Regions from separate parts of the Gossypium hirsutum genome. Here all the other regions are linked to region 2. Evidence: chromatin contacts called from public Hi-C data. All regions are on one chromosome and are shown on one strand. The core of a region is the stretch at or near the end of the contact, and the rest is flanking DNA. Distances in the headings are between cores, read along the strand shown.

What was found. A called contact is a pair of places that touch in the nucleus more often than the background predicts.
Region 1: a contact with region 2 is called in a Hi-C map of leaf, with 2.3 times the contacts expected there. The contact joins the promoter of LOC107943246 here to the promoter of LOC107961687 in region 2. A contact is called at or near these places in 2 of 34 Hi-C or Micro-C datasets (callus and leaf).
Region 3: a Hi-C map of leaf shows a contact between it and region 2, with 4 times the contacts expected there. The contact joins the promoter of LOC107961455 here to the promoter of LOC107961687 in region 2. A contact is called at or near these places in 8 of 34 Hi-C or Micro-C datasets (callus, hypocotyl, leaf and 1 more).

The regions. Positions count from the first base shown.
Region 1 is chrA05:101,541,633-101,546,733 of Gossypium_hirsutum_v2.1, forward strand. It overlaps LOC107943246 (60S ribosomal protein L34), which reads right to left and starts at 2,355. Exons shown (of 5, transcript XR_005927379.1): 1 at 2,097-2,355; 2 at 1,933-2,012; 3 at 1,001-1,110; 4 at 714-895; 5 at 1-250. LOC121229594 (a long non-coding RNA gene) reads right to left here and starts at 4,797. Exons shown (of 2, transcript XR_005927380.1): 1 at 4,145-4,797; 2 at 3,618-3,881.
Region 2 is chrA05:101,336,965-101,341,552 of Gossypium_hirsutum_v2.1, forward strand. LOC107961687 (probable serine/threonine-protein kinase PIX7) reads right to left here and starts at 2,678. Exons shown (of 6, transcript XM_016897764.2): 1 at 1,716-2,678; 2 at 294-661; 3 at 45-180. The coding sequence starts at 1,899.
Region 3 is chrA05:101,486,642-101,491,248 of Gossypium_hirsutum_v2.1, forward strand. It overlaps LOC107961455, which reads right to left and starts at 1,298. Exons shown (of 2, transcript XM_016897582.2): 1 at 859-1,298; 2 at 443-689. The coding sequence starts at 1,237. The coding sequence ends at 679. It overlaps LOC107959797 (40S ribosomal protein S9-2), which reads right to left. Exons shown (of 3, transcript XM_016895950.2): 2 at 3,882-4,263; 3 at 2,919-3,276. The coding sequence ends at 3,093.

The sequences.
Region 1 (5,101 bases), core at 1,105-3,604, 200 kb after region 2:
ACTTTGCTTCCCATTCCCGATTCATCCTTGCCACTATCATCCAAACTCACTCTCTCCTATGCTCCCTACAGTCTTGACGAGACCCACCAATAGTGTTTGCCACCTGTTCCAAGATAACCCAAATTTAAGAAACTCACTCTTCCTCACAGAGACAGATATAGAAGACTGATTAGATTGGAAGGGTTGCATGAGGTGTCTGAGAGACAATTGATTAAGGTGGAAGAGAATGTGGGTCGTCTATACCGTCCAGCTGCCAAGCAAATAAGTAGTGAAGATGAAGTAGATGTTCAAAGAAGCTGAAAATGGATTTATGGATGAAATAGAAGAAAATTGAAGTAATTTTAATTTTCCTTTTTAACCAATAACTAATCATCTAGTTCGCTTGATGTTGGTAAAATAAAAAATAAAAATTTTCTTCTTATTCATCTCCTTTGCGTCTCAATTTGTTTAAAGAACGAAATTCGTAAATAGGAAATGTAGGACTAATGCAATTTAACCTTAATTAAATTAAGTCTAAAATGATGATATAACATGTCATGTGTAAATGACAATTAATGACTCAATCATCAAAATACAACAAATTAATAACATTAACGATCATACCATAATTTTTTTTAAATTCGATGATCAAAACGTAATCCAAAATGACTAAATTTGTCGTTAATCAAAACATTGTAAACATTGAAGTCCATTTGCCAATAGAAAAAGAGAACCTCTAATCTTCTGAAGTCATTGGTGGCACTTTCCAAAGCCTTGCTGATCACATATCAGAATTGAAATGATGATTCGACATCTAATTTCTTAGCTCTTTGAAGCTTGCTTTTCCTTGGACTTCTGGATCTTCAGAACCTTCTTTACAATTTTCTGCTCTTCCACCAAGAAGGCTCGAATTATCCTTCGAAAACAATCGGATTTGAATCAATGAGAACCGTCAAACACCAGAACTAGCATCCATGATCATATAACAGCAAATAAATAATGCACTACTTTCTATTTATACCTCTCTCTAACAGCACTGCAGGACAAAACACCACCATAAGCACGATTCACAGTCCGGCGGTTCCTTGGCAATCTAGACCTTTTGTATTCAGCAGGTCTCAAGTGAGGAATCTGCAATGAACCCATGTAAGTAACCCATAAGACCACCCTCAAAAACCTCACAACCTAAATCTTTAGTACGACCCTAGTTGATTGAATCTAAAGAAACAACCCCACGATGCTATTTTGGTCAACAAGGTTTTACATTTCAACTTAATATACAGATGAAGTACCGTAATAAACGGATACAAAGTGAAATGCTCTAGTGGGTTCCCTCATATACAGAAAACATCCTTATGATGAAGTATCTTATATAAGTATGATAAAATGGGTTCCATCCCATCATATATGATTATGCAATCTGGGGATTTCAATATCAATCAAGATATGATGTTAAAGCAAACATTTACAGCGATATACTGCTATAGCTTTCATTACATCCACAAGCACGAAAAGCACACTCGACCAACAACACATTAAATTTCCAACAATCCAAAGTTCTTGCCAGTTCCGAAATGATTTGATTAATACATTTCCTTATTTTAGGATTTGAAACGTTTAAACTCTGTACATTACATTTGACAAACTATACATACCATCAGCATCACTAACTCCATTAGATCTTAAGCAATTATATAAAACCATCCCAATATTTTTTATTTTTTATTTTTTATTTATGCTTAATTCGGAACCTAAAATCCATTAGGCAAACAACAGCAGCAACATGAATATAAACAAAGAGAAAGTACTATTTTTGTGTAAGAGAAAGTACTATTTTTGTGTAAGCAAAAGTATACCTAAATATCATACTCATGGATCAAAATAACAATAAACTCAAAATTTCAACCCAAAAAAAATCTGAATTTAAATTCAAAAGGAAAAGGAAGTACTTACACCCTGAATTCTCTTGCCAGTGACAGGACACTTAGGCCCACTTGCTCTTTTCTTAGTTGTCTGATAGACCAATTTCCCACCTTTAAAAGGAAAAAACAACATAAATTTCAATTAAAAATTAGACCATAAAAATGCGGCACCAATCTCTAAACTTGCAGACTTACCAGGGGTCTTAACGACACGGTGTTGATTGGATTTGGTAGCGTAGCTATGGCGAGTACGGTAAGTGAGCCTTTGAACCATTTTTGATGGTTTTCAAACTTTGGGTTTTACCTTCTCTGCTCTGTTTTATGGTAAGACTTAAGAGAGACAAAGTGGAGACCAAAGGGTTTTGTACCAGAGAAGACAATGTATAAGTAGGGATCCTTTAGGAAGGAAGCCCTAGATCGTACGATTATGTTTTAAGGTTTTTCTATCAACGGTTAAGATTATGCAGAATTGTTAGTAAATTGTATAGTTGGTCACTTAATTTTAAAAACTTTTCATTTTGGACACAAAAAAATATTTGCAACAAGACATAACCGTTTTCATTTTGGTCATCCTCCATGAATTTGGGATAAAGCAATATTATTGTAGATTCATTTTAGTAGTCAAGTAACTTTAATAAATTCTATTTTTGCCACTCATTTTATTTTTTTTTATTTTCTTTAATTTGTTAGAAACTTAGATAATTTCATGTATTGAGAAAAACTAAGATTCCGGTTATTTTAGTAAATATAAGTCAAAGAAAACGTGTTTTGATTAAAAATGTTAAAATGATTTTTGAAAAATAAAAATATGTGAAAATTAGAAAACAATAAAAATGTTATGAAATAAATAACAAAGAAAGTAAGAGAACAATAAATAAGGGAGCAAAAAGAGAGTATAAATTTTATTGATGAATAGAGATGATTTACGATACTTCTCCAAAATCTTTATTTGTAAACATAAGAAGTATACATGATATAAAACTCTATTGATAATGGCTATTAAAGTCCAAAAATATTTCAAATTTTATTTTGATCTTGATGAACATCCACTTAATAATAAAATATTCATAACACTTCTCCTTAAATGTTCATTAGTAGATATAATGTGCCTCTTTAAAACCTTACTAAAATAAAAAATATGGAAAAAGAATTCTCAATGAAAGAAAATGAATACACATATCTATAAATAAAATAAATAACCAAAATATTAAAGTGGTAATTAAAATGGATATATAATAACATTGTCTAACTCCAAATTGATAATAGTAAATAAAATGAAAATAATTATTAGCAACAGTGTTGTTTTGCAAGTTTTTTCAATGCCTAAAATGAAAACTTATAAAAGTTGGGAATAGTAGATATATTATTATTTGTTATCCAATTTTTATTTTATTCAACTTATAATTTTTTTTAGTCAAAACCAATATATCAACAGCTGACAGTAGTGACTACAGTTGTTACTATTAAATTTAATCACTTTGTGGTAATTTAAACATAATAAAAATACTAATATAATGTATTCAACGAATATAAAATTTGTTAAATACATATCACAAAAATTATAAAATAATTAATTAATATAATATTTTGGAATATGTCTAAATAATTAGAAAACAAACTTGATTGCACGTAATAAAATTTCACCGGTAATTAATACAATATATTCAACACATATGAAACTATCATGTGTAATATTTATATCATATTACCATTTAATATTTTAAAATATTTAATAATTTATATTTCTTGGTCATCTTTTGAAACAATTAATTATTTTGTAATAGGCTAATTTTTGGCATGGCCAACAAAAAATAAAAACTTTAATAAAACAATAATAAAGTCCAATACATGGCCCAAATTAAAACCAAATCCAAATGACCCAAAGAATAAAGCCCTAAAGCCCAAACAGCAAGCAAAACCCTAGTCCCCAAGGTGCAGTCGCCGCACGCCACCACGCCTCCTTCACGCGTCTGACACCACCTGCAAAACGAATGTCTAAACGCAAGCAGAAAGGACAAACAGAGAAAACAAATAACAAAGAAACAAAAAATAAAAATAAAAAATCTTGTAATTTGGCTATAAAAGCCATATCAACATACTTGTATTTTCTTCTGGGTTTTTTTCCCAAAATTTTGGAATAGAAAAACAAAAGATCTAAACTTTTAAGGTGATTTTCGTATTATTTAAACTTAAGTTTTTTTTTTATAAATACGAAATTAAAAAAGAGAAGGGAGAGGGCTCACCAGAGTTACCCTGTGGCCGCATCGTCGGAGTCCTCCTCTCCATGTCGTCGTCGATTCCAAAAAGGGGGAGAAGAGGCCTTTCTCTTTCGTTTTTTGGGGTTGAGAAGGCTTAGTCTTCAAACATTTTAAACGGGGGCTAAAGAGGTCGTTTTGCACCTCTCCGACCACCGTCCACGGTGGAGGTGCGGCTGCCAGACAGTGGCCCCAATCGGCCGAAGAAAGAAAAGAGAGAGAGAGAGTTTAAAAGTTCTTTCAGATTTTTTTTTGAAGTTGAAGGCTAAAATGAATTTTTTAAAAAATTTTGGGTCTTTTATTCAACATTCAAAAGGCGCCGTTTTTGGGTGGGGGTCCAGGTGCCAAAACGACACCGTTTTGGACCAACCGTGCGCGACCCGACCCGGTTAGAAAGGGATCCCCTTGTTTTTAAGGCCCAAATGGGCTATTTTCAGTTTTGGTTCCTCCTTTTTGTAGCGCCATTCGATTAAGCCCTATTTTATTTTCTTTGACTTCTAATTTTACCCTAAAACTTTAGCATCATTTCATTTTGGTCCTAGGATAAGACGTTGCGCACGGAGGGGTCTGGGGCATTTGCTATTTCGCCCTTTACATTTTCAGCTTGTTGTGATTTGGCCCTTTGTTTCATTTTGGTTATTACAAATTTATACCCTGAATTCTGGTTCAGTTTCAATCACGTCCTAAGCCCTTTTAATTCATTTATTTATTTTAAAATATTTTATTATATGTTATTTTAAATATTTTATATGATGTTTACGTTAGATTATTTATGTGCATTATTTATCTTAACTTGTTTTAATATAATGATTATTTAAAATTGTATTATTATTTGTTTTAAATTGTTTTTTTATATATATTATGTATTCTAAACTATTTTATATATATTATATATTTTTTTATTCTTTTCACATATTATCTATATAATTTAATTCAAATTGTTTT
Region 2 (4,588 bases), core at 1,428-3,927:
GGCAAGTTAATAAATCTCTATGAATAAGGAGTTTAATTACATACTTCTGAAGAGATGATTCTCCAGGCTTCCTCGGGGCATAAACTCGTAGACAAGTAGTCTTTGATCATCCTCAATGCAATAACCGATCAATTTGACCAAATTAGGATGAAGGAGGTCACCGAGATAATTAACTTCAGCCTGCCACATGCAAAAGAGACAAAAGCATGATTCAGCCCTATGCCTTAATAAGAGATTCCAATGCGCTTTCAAGCATTAATAAATACTATAGATACAGAAACAGAGTATCTTACAAGCCATTCTCTATGGCCCTGAAGTCCGTCATGGTTAAGGGTTTTGACTGCCACAGGCAACCCTGTGCCTGGTTTCACAGGAGCATTTCCATTCTCACTGATCCAACCTTTGAATACACAACCAAACCCACCTTCACCGAGAAGACTCTCTGGTCTAAAACTCCTTGTTGCTAACCTAAGATCGTTAAAGGAGAATTTTCTAAGCTGCGAAGCAATTTTAAGCTCCTCACTTATATTTGGAGTCGACGGAGTACTTCCAGCATTGGTAGTAGTTGAAGATGTCACAACTGGAACAACTGGCTGACCTCTGCTGGTGTCATTTGACTTATTTGCGGTGTCATTTGACTCGTTCGTTGATTTACTTTCAGCTGAGTTCCACAAAAACAGTGAGAAAAAAGATTAGAAATCTATATACACCTCCAAAACAAGGGGATGAACACCAGAGAATGACCACGTGAACAAATTCCTGAGGTCATTGCCAATCACACCGACATTTTCTTATGCATTAAATGACAAATAATGAACTACAAGGCGACAATCTCAGTGATCATAAAGTAGACACGAATTACACCGTTGGTGGAATTATCATCCATCAAATATGCACGAATGGAAAATAATCACTGCAATAGTAATACATCAAGAGAATCAAATCAATATCATAATGGGCATAATCAGCTAGCTCACTAAAGCATAGAACTAAATCGATCAACAATATACAATTCATTGAACATCCACGTGGAAGAAAATGCATACAGTAAACATATCAAGACATAATCAGAAGGCCAAACGACAGACAAATGACATTATGCATTAGACGACAAACGAGAAACTACAAGGTGATAACCCTAGAGAATATTAAAGTAGAACTTATAGGGCACAACAGGAAAGTGATCATCGTGTTGTACAGCAACAAAAACCAATATATATGAACACCTAAACAGACATAACATCATTGCTAAAGCATAAAACCAAATCAATAAACAGTATATTTTCATCGAACATATCAACAGTAACAAATGCATACAGTTAAGCATATCAACATACACTTAGAACGCCAATACGATGGAAGAAAATAAGCAATCGGATAAGACTAAGCAAAGCCAATTACCATTAAGCAGAGATTATATAATCAATCAATAGATTTCACTTCAGCATTGGAATACCCCATTTTCAAATAATCAATCAATATCTAACAAGGAATATAATCAATGAACATGAACAAAGAAACTACAAAAAACAGTGAAAGAAAACCAAGAAGAAATTTTAATTTATACACCATATTGAGTGCTAATTATATAATCAATCAATAGATTTCAATTCATCATTAGAATGCCCCCTTTTTCAAATTATATTCAATCAACATGAACAAAGAAACTACAAAAGCAGTGAAAGAGAACCAATAAACAAATTAAATTTATATACCATATGGAGTGCTGGTTCCACTAGTGGAACCCTCCATTTTGGTTCTTGGAGACAAGCAGTTTCCCATAAACCTAAACTTAAACCAACATCCAGGCTCACCATCTTCACTATCTTTCTTCTTTTTCCCTTTGGATTTTTCAACATTCCAAGGCCCCACCTGGATATCACCTGGAACTAATCCCATTTTGCAAGTAATCTTCACACTAAATTCCCTTGTCTAAATAACACTTCATGTCACCATAAAACACCCAAAAAGATCAGTTTTTTAAAACAAAATTAATAATCAAAATTTACCAAGCAAGAGAAAGGATGGAATTCCCATGAAAACAGATACCCTTTTGTTTTAAACTGAAAAAAAAACAACTTGATTCTAAGAAAACTAAACAACACAAAATGACATAAACCCAGATTAGAAAATAGGTCTAAAATTAAACGGCATTGAAAGAAAAGAACATGCAACGCAAGAAATCAACTCAAAACAGTAATCCATAGCTAATATTAAGAAGAATGAGAAAATCCAAAACAAAAATAAAAACCCAAGAGAAGAAAACCCACCAAAAAACCAAAAAAAAAAAACCAACCCCAGACTCTTCAGTTTAGCCTTGACACCCAACACAAAACATTCAACTCAAATTTACTTGAAAGAGTAACAAACAACTCCAAAAAACACACTTAGACACAAAACAAAGAGTTCAAATTCTCCATTTTTTTTCAAAGAAGGGAAAGGAATGCAGCAGCATTTGAGAAATGAAAAAAACTTTGAAAGCTAAAAATGAAAGAGAAGAACACAAACACACACACACAAAAAAAAAAGGTGGGGAAAAGAGAAAAGAGCGGTATTTTCGCGTGAAAAGGAGTGAGAGTTTGTGTGTGTTTTTGTAATTTTTGAGAAAACTAAGTTTAAATTAACAAAAGAAAAAAAGAAAAAAAAAAGGAACAGTTTGGTTGGATTTGAGTTATCCTGTTCCAAGGCCTACAGGCTACTAACGTTTGCTTTTTTGTTTTGTTTTGTCTTGTTGTTGTAAATACTGAATGAGAAAAATAAATATATTATTTATGACCTTTTTTGTTTGTATATATAAAGCCCAAATTAATTAAGCATACCCCAGAGAATAAAAACTCATATTAGACTGTAATTATGACTTGATTCTTTTTTTAAATTTTTTTATATATTTTCTTTAACAGTAATAAAACGTTACAATTACTTTGTTGTTTGTGGATTTAGACCAAGCTACAACCACTATTTCTGTCTTTAATCAATTAAAAATTAGACTCCATTTTTAATATTTTGTGTTGTTATATAAAAAACCAATTAAAGAAATTATTAAAAAACCAAATTTTAAAATAGATGTTGTCTGGGTTTGAGTCATTCTAATTACGTTGGTTGTTTAGATTTTTTTTTTACTATAATTCACTAAAAAATTTAAATCTAAAATAGGACCTCTTTTTGATAAAAAATTCAAAATAGGACATTTAACTTTCCAAGGATTAATCTTTTATTATTTCAATTAAAACCTCATATTATTTTATGAATTTTTTTATATAAAATTTATTTTTCACTTACATTATGGGGAGTGTGCAAAAGATATGTTTTAATATGTACTAGATTATGTAACACCTGTATCGTGGGGAAGAAAAGTAAAAATTTTTTATCTCTCAACTTAACCACTCTGTTGTAATTTCAATTATTTAATTTTAAAATAAATCATAAAATTATTTAAAAACATAAATATTGTTATAATAAGATTTATTTTAACTTTTTTTTAAAATTAATTTGATATTTGACCAATTTACTGTGCAGTTTTTTAAGTAATTAGATTTATGTATTTTTACAGTGCGGGTGAAAAAATTTATGTAATAAACATATGTATTAAAATTTATTTAAAATCAAATAATGTTTTCAGGGGTGAAGCTAAAAAAAAGTTTTAGGGGGGCCGAATTGAAATTTTAATTTTTAATAGCCCATATTTTTATAATTTTTAAAGGACTAAATTAAATTTTTATAATTTTAGGGGGACAAAGTGTAATTTTACCTTTACTAATATAAAATTTTAAAAATTTTTAAATGGTCTAAATAGTAATCTTCCATTTTAGGGGGGTCGGCCCACGGCTCCCCCTAGATTCGCCTCTAGATGTTTTAGTTGAAAAGGCGAAGATTTGATATGCATAAAATCTTATCATTGATAAATTTTTATTGATGTGTAAAATTATAAAAACACTCTCGTAATAATATAATTTACATTGTAAAAAGAATCATTTTTTATAGTTTTTTAATTAAATTGAAATTTAATTATAGATAATACTAATTTAATTGAGAATATAAATATAGATTCATAAATATATATGTGGTAATATAAACAAGGTTAAAATTGTAAATTAAATAATTTTTAAAATTTAATATTTATGATTAATTCAGTACAATATAAAATTTTTAACTTAGCAAACTACATTTCCATATTGAGAATATGATGGGGGAAAATTACAATTACAATTACAATAATCTGATGGGAGATTTTGGAATTTTCTACAATTAGACTCAAAGCAGGCATATATAATATCTAATTAACGAATTTATTAAATTAATTCCAAAGTTGGTAAATGTATTCTTAACTTTGAAAGAAACCCACAAACTAACTTATCCCACATCCAAATTTTTAAAAAAGAAATCTTAGATTAACACATTTAATAATTCTTTTATTATTTACATTTAATAATTCTTTGTTATACACTTGAAAAGAAATATGAGGGGAAAGTTTGTAATAGTTTTATTACTTATTAACTATATTTAATATTTATTTAATGTTAAAGTTAATTTTTAAATATACAAACAACTAGTATATGTTATTAATTACATTTTGTATCGTCCTTATCCA
Region 3 (4,607 bases), core at 48-2,547, 150 kb after region 2:
TTATAAACATGATTTTTATTTTTATTTTTATAAGGATGATTTTATTAAATTGTTTATTAATTATTTTTATGTTTAAATTTTATATTTTAATGTGTGTAATTGAAAATTTGATTAAGTGGATTGCTTCCACCATTAGTGTGATGTGCCGCATCTTGTCGGAGCATTGGGCTGGGTTTGGGTTTACATAACCAATTTAAATTTTGGATATTAGTTAGATAATAAATCATTTCAAATTTCAAATAAATTGACGCATATAAATATAATTAAAAATATATAACTATTCTAAAATAATTTTTAAAAATATTCATACTATCTGTACTCAACTAATATGAGATGAGTAATTTTGAATAAAAGTTTATCCCGATTTTTTCAAAATTGTAACTTATTTTTGGATAATTAAGGAGGAGAAAAATAGTGAATTTTTATTTACAAGAAAAAAAAGAAAGAAAATATTACTTACTACGTTGAGCTGTAGAATGATTCCATTGTACATTTGATAACTGTTTTGTACATCATGATCTACAGATGAAAAACAGGATTTCTCCTTCTAATTAAAACCCTAACTAATTAAGATTTCATAATTAAACGCTACTCCATTAAATTCATCTTCAAGCTTTCCCATACTAATTAAGCTAAACACTGCAAGTCTCCCTCAATGCAAGGTTCGCTAATCCTTCTCTAAAAACTCCCTGCCGTAATTTCAAATTAATACAATTATTAACAAAAATCATTCTCGCGAGGATCTGATTATTAGAATTCAAAAAGAACGAACGTTTCTTAGCATCCAAACAGGTTGAGGAGAAAACAAAGAAGAGAAAAAATAAAGTTTTTAAGAAAAAAGAAAAATAGAAAACAAACCTTGATTGATTTCGGTAGGTTCAGTGTAAGACCTTTTAACGTTGTTCTTGCCGCTGAGAGGCGAACAAGGCAAGATCGGTCTCGAAACAAGAACCACGTTGACACGTCGTCGTCGTCGTCGTCGTCTTTCATCAAAGCCTCCACCGCCAACACCTCCTCCATATACGGAGTCGTTCTTATTATTCTCGTCGTCGCCGCCGAAGAAATCTTCGCCGAGATGCGACTCTTCCTCTCTTATCCTTAAAACCTGATTATGAACTTTCTCCACTTTCTTCTTCATCTGCACCACCACAGACCTCGGCGACTCTGATTCCGCCTCCTCCGTCGACGAATCACCACTCTCCACCTCCATAATCGGAACCTCCTTCTTCGCCTCCATCAAGTCGGTATCTCTTATTATTATTTTTTTTTTTTTGGTTCTTCTTTCCTTTAACGTGGGATTTTTTAGGGTGGCGGGGGAATTTATAGGAGGGAAAGAAGAGATTAAAACGGTGAGTTTTTTTGTGGGGTTCTGCAATTTCCTGTGGAATGACACTTGGCAGTAGAGTGAGACAAGAGGCAACTATCACTTGGTGTACGAAAAGACATGTGATGAAAAGGACTAGTCAAAAGGGTCCTGAAACGGTGCCGTTTAATTAGGCTTGGAGTTTCATAGGGTATTCAATTCGCCACGTGGCTTACTATTGCCACGTTATAAGAGTTTCATCTCGAGATTTTTTTTCCCTTTAAGGTAAATAAATATTTTTTAAGTTTTAATGGAATGTTTTAAAATATTGAGGTGGAGGGAAATAAGTGGAGGATTAGTCTATTTCAAAAAATCGTATTTTGCATGCATGATTGAGCATTAAAGACTGAAATTATTTGATTGGAGTAAACGTGGCAAGGTATGTATGCGTGTGGGAGAAGTTCATGATTGTACATGTGGCACCAAATTACCATATACTTTTTATTATTTTTCATGTAGATATTGAGCTAATTTTATGGTTTTTGTTGAATGTTCACCATTGCTTTGCTTTCAAAGATGTTAAAAGACGTAACAAATAAAAAAATCATAAAATATTAAATTCTCAACATTTTAATTTTACCTGTTGAGTTAAGGCCTTGTTGATAATAAGAAAAATGTTAAACTATTAAATTCTAAACAGCAATTAAATATAAATTGGAAGAGGAAATTTTATTAATATTAAATCATTACAAATAAATAAAATGAGTTACAAAGATCTCAATACACTGGACATAAAGAGTAAAGAAACGATACAAATGCTTAGATTGAAAGTCAAGTTATACCAAGGAACAAATTTGACTCAAGAAAGAAATACTAACATCACAATTACGAATTATATCACAGGGCATCACAATCAGATCCAATCTCACAAACTTAGTATTTGATCCAGCACTGACAATCTTGTCATTGAAAAATCAACAAAACCTCAAATCCTTTGAATTAGGCATAGACCAAAACAAGTTGGGTTGAACCAAAAAACCAAATCACCGTGGATTCAAAAAACCAAAATGATCAAATCTCATTGACTCCTAAAATATCTCCCTAATGGGAGAAGCCAACGGCCAAACCCTACACCTAATTTAAAATTTAATAGACTAGAGGTTGAAGAGATATCCGAAATGGAGAAATGGAAAAATGGAAAGATGAAACAATGAAGCAAATGAGAAAGGAGTGATCAACAATGAGAAGAGCCGTCGGACTGCTGCCTGCCTATGGTCCCAACAATGAGAAGGGAAAAGGGAGATGGTAAAGACTTAAGGACGCAACAAAGAGAAGAAAGGAGAGAGATGCCTTTAAGCAGCAGCTGGAAAAGAACAGTTTTCGCTTTAATTTATTTTGGAAGAGACACGGGTGGAGAGCAAAGGGATTTGATGTTAGCTATGACATCTTATATTTATTATGTTAATTTTTTTTTTGTATTTATTAAATATATCTTCTGCCTGTTGATTATACAAAATACATATCCATTATCAATCAAAATGGTGGAGCTTGCTAGTATAGAGATCACAATAATAAAGATGTTTTTTTTTTTTTAATCTTAAAACAGCACACTTAATTAACTTCAAATCCGACCAAAACAGCAATAGTAAATGCAAAACATATATCAAGATCCACTACAACAAAGTTCTGGAAACAAAACTCAAAACCATGTCTACCAATGGAGGATATTGTATGTTCCAAACAAAGGCTTTTAAAGGGTTCCTACTGGTGGTTGATAGTAGCCTAAGGTTTACTCTTCATCATCTTCATCACCATCTCCACCAGCAGCCTTCTTGGCAGCTGCTCTCTGGTTCTTTCTCTTCACTCTTCCGGGGCGGCCACCTCCAAACGGACTAGTAAGAGAGAAATCAATATGCTTTTGGGAGTCGACCCTCACCATGAAGGACGGGATGTTCACAACCTGTCTCCCGACCCTGTCAATAAATACCGAACATCAGGATACAACATTCAGAAACATCTATAACATCAGGATACAACTTAATCAAACTCGAGTAAGCTTTGAACCTCAAATTTCAAGTTGACTCCAGCTTCTTAAAGCTAGAGCTAGACCTGGTTATACAACTAGGCTTAACAAATATGAAACGGCTCAACAAGAAATCATATACAGGAATATGCAAAGCACAAGACAATAAATTGCAACAACTAGCAAATCAGCATATCAGAAATCAGTTAGGAATTTGGCAGATAACTAGTTGCAGCCTAACAAATAAATGCTTCAAGGGAAAGAATGTTTTCCAAGTGTATATCATGAAAACTTACAGCGTCTCTAAACCAGAGCCTCATTCAAGCTGTTGAAGCAAACTCATACCGTTCAAACTAACATTTATCACTTAAGGGCACATTACAAAAGACGGCTGACAGATATATAAAATGAACATGAGGGAATAAAACAAATGAATTGTTGCAGGCAAACTACCAACTTTCACATTTAAATACAGTGACAACTGTATCTACAATGTCATTTGAGAAGCAAAATATGGGAACGCACTGTATAATAAGAAATATAGTAAGCTTCTACCTTATGTGTCGTTGCCTGATCAACACACGTGCATGGTGAATTGACTTGGCCATACCAGTCTTGAACACGAGCGTTTGCAAACGACGTTCAAGGAAGTTTTCAACAGTCAAAGCCAACACATAATCGAGCTTGTTCTGGCTCTCATCCAAAAGTCCATATCTGTTCATCCTACGAAGAAGGGCTTCACCTTCAAAAATACGACGAGGGTTCTTCTCATCAAGAGTGAGAAGGTCCCTAGCAGCATTACGGATGCGGCTCAAAGCATACTGAACCCTCCACAGCTCCCTCTTACATCGGAGCCCATACTCTCCTACAAGCCTCAACTCAGCATCCAATCGTTCCTTCTCATACGGACGTCGTGGCTTCTTAAAGGTCTTCCCATCTACAACCACACAACAATTTAATAATAGAAAAAAATAATCTCCTTTACTTAGGAAGTCAGGGACCAATAATCTAAAAAGTACTTCACAATTAGGATCCAAGAATACCATCAATTAGCCCGCATTTCTCAAGATTCGAACCCCAGATTTGAAAGTTGGTATCTTTCTAACAGCTAAATCAATTATACTATAATCTTCTCTTTATTTACCAAAATGTGTTTAAAATAAGTATATCAACATCTAACAAATAGATCAAAGCGGCTAATAATTACTAAATTTATAGCATAATCCAAGCTTTAAATCATTCCTAACATTCTAAGCTAGATTAAACAAAATAAACCCAGCT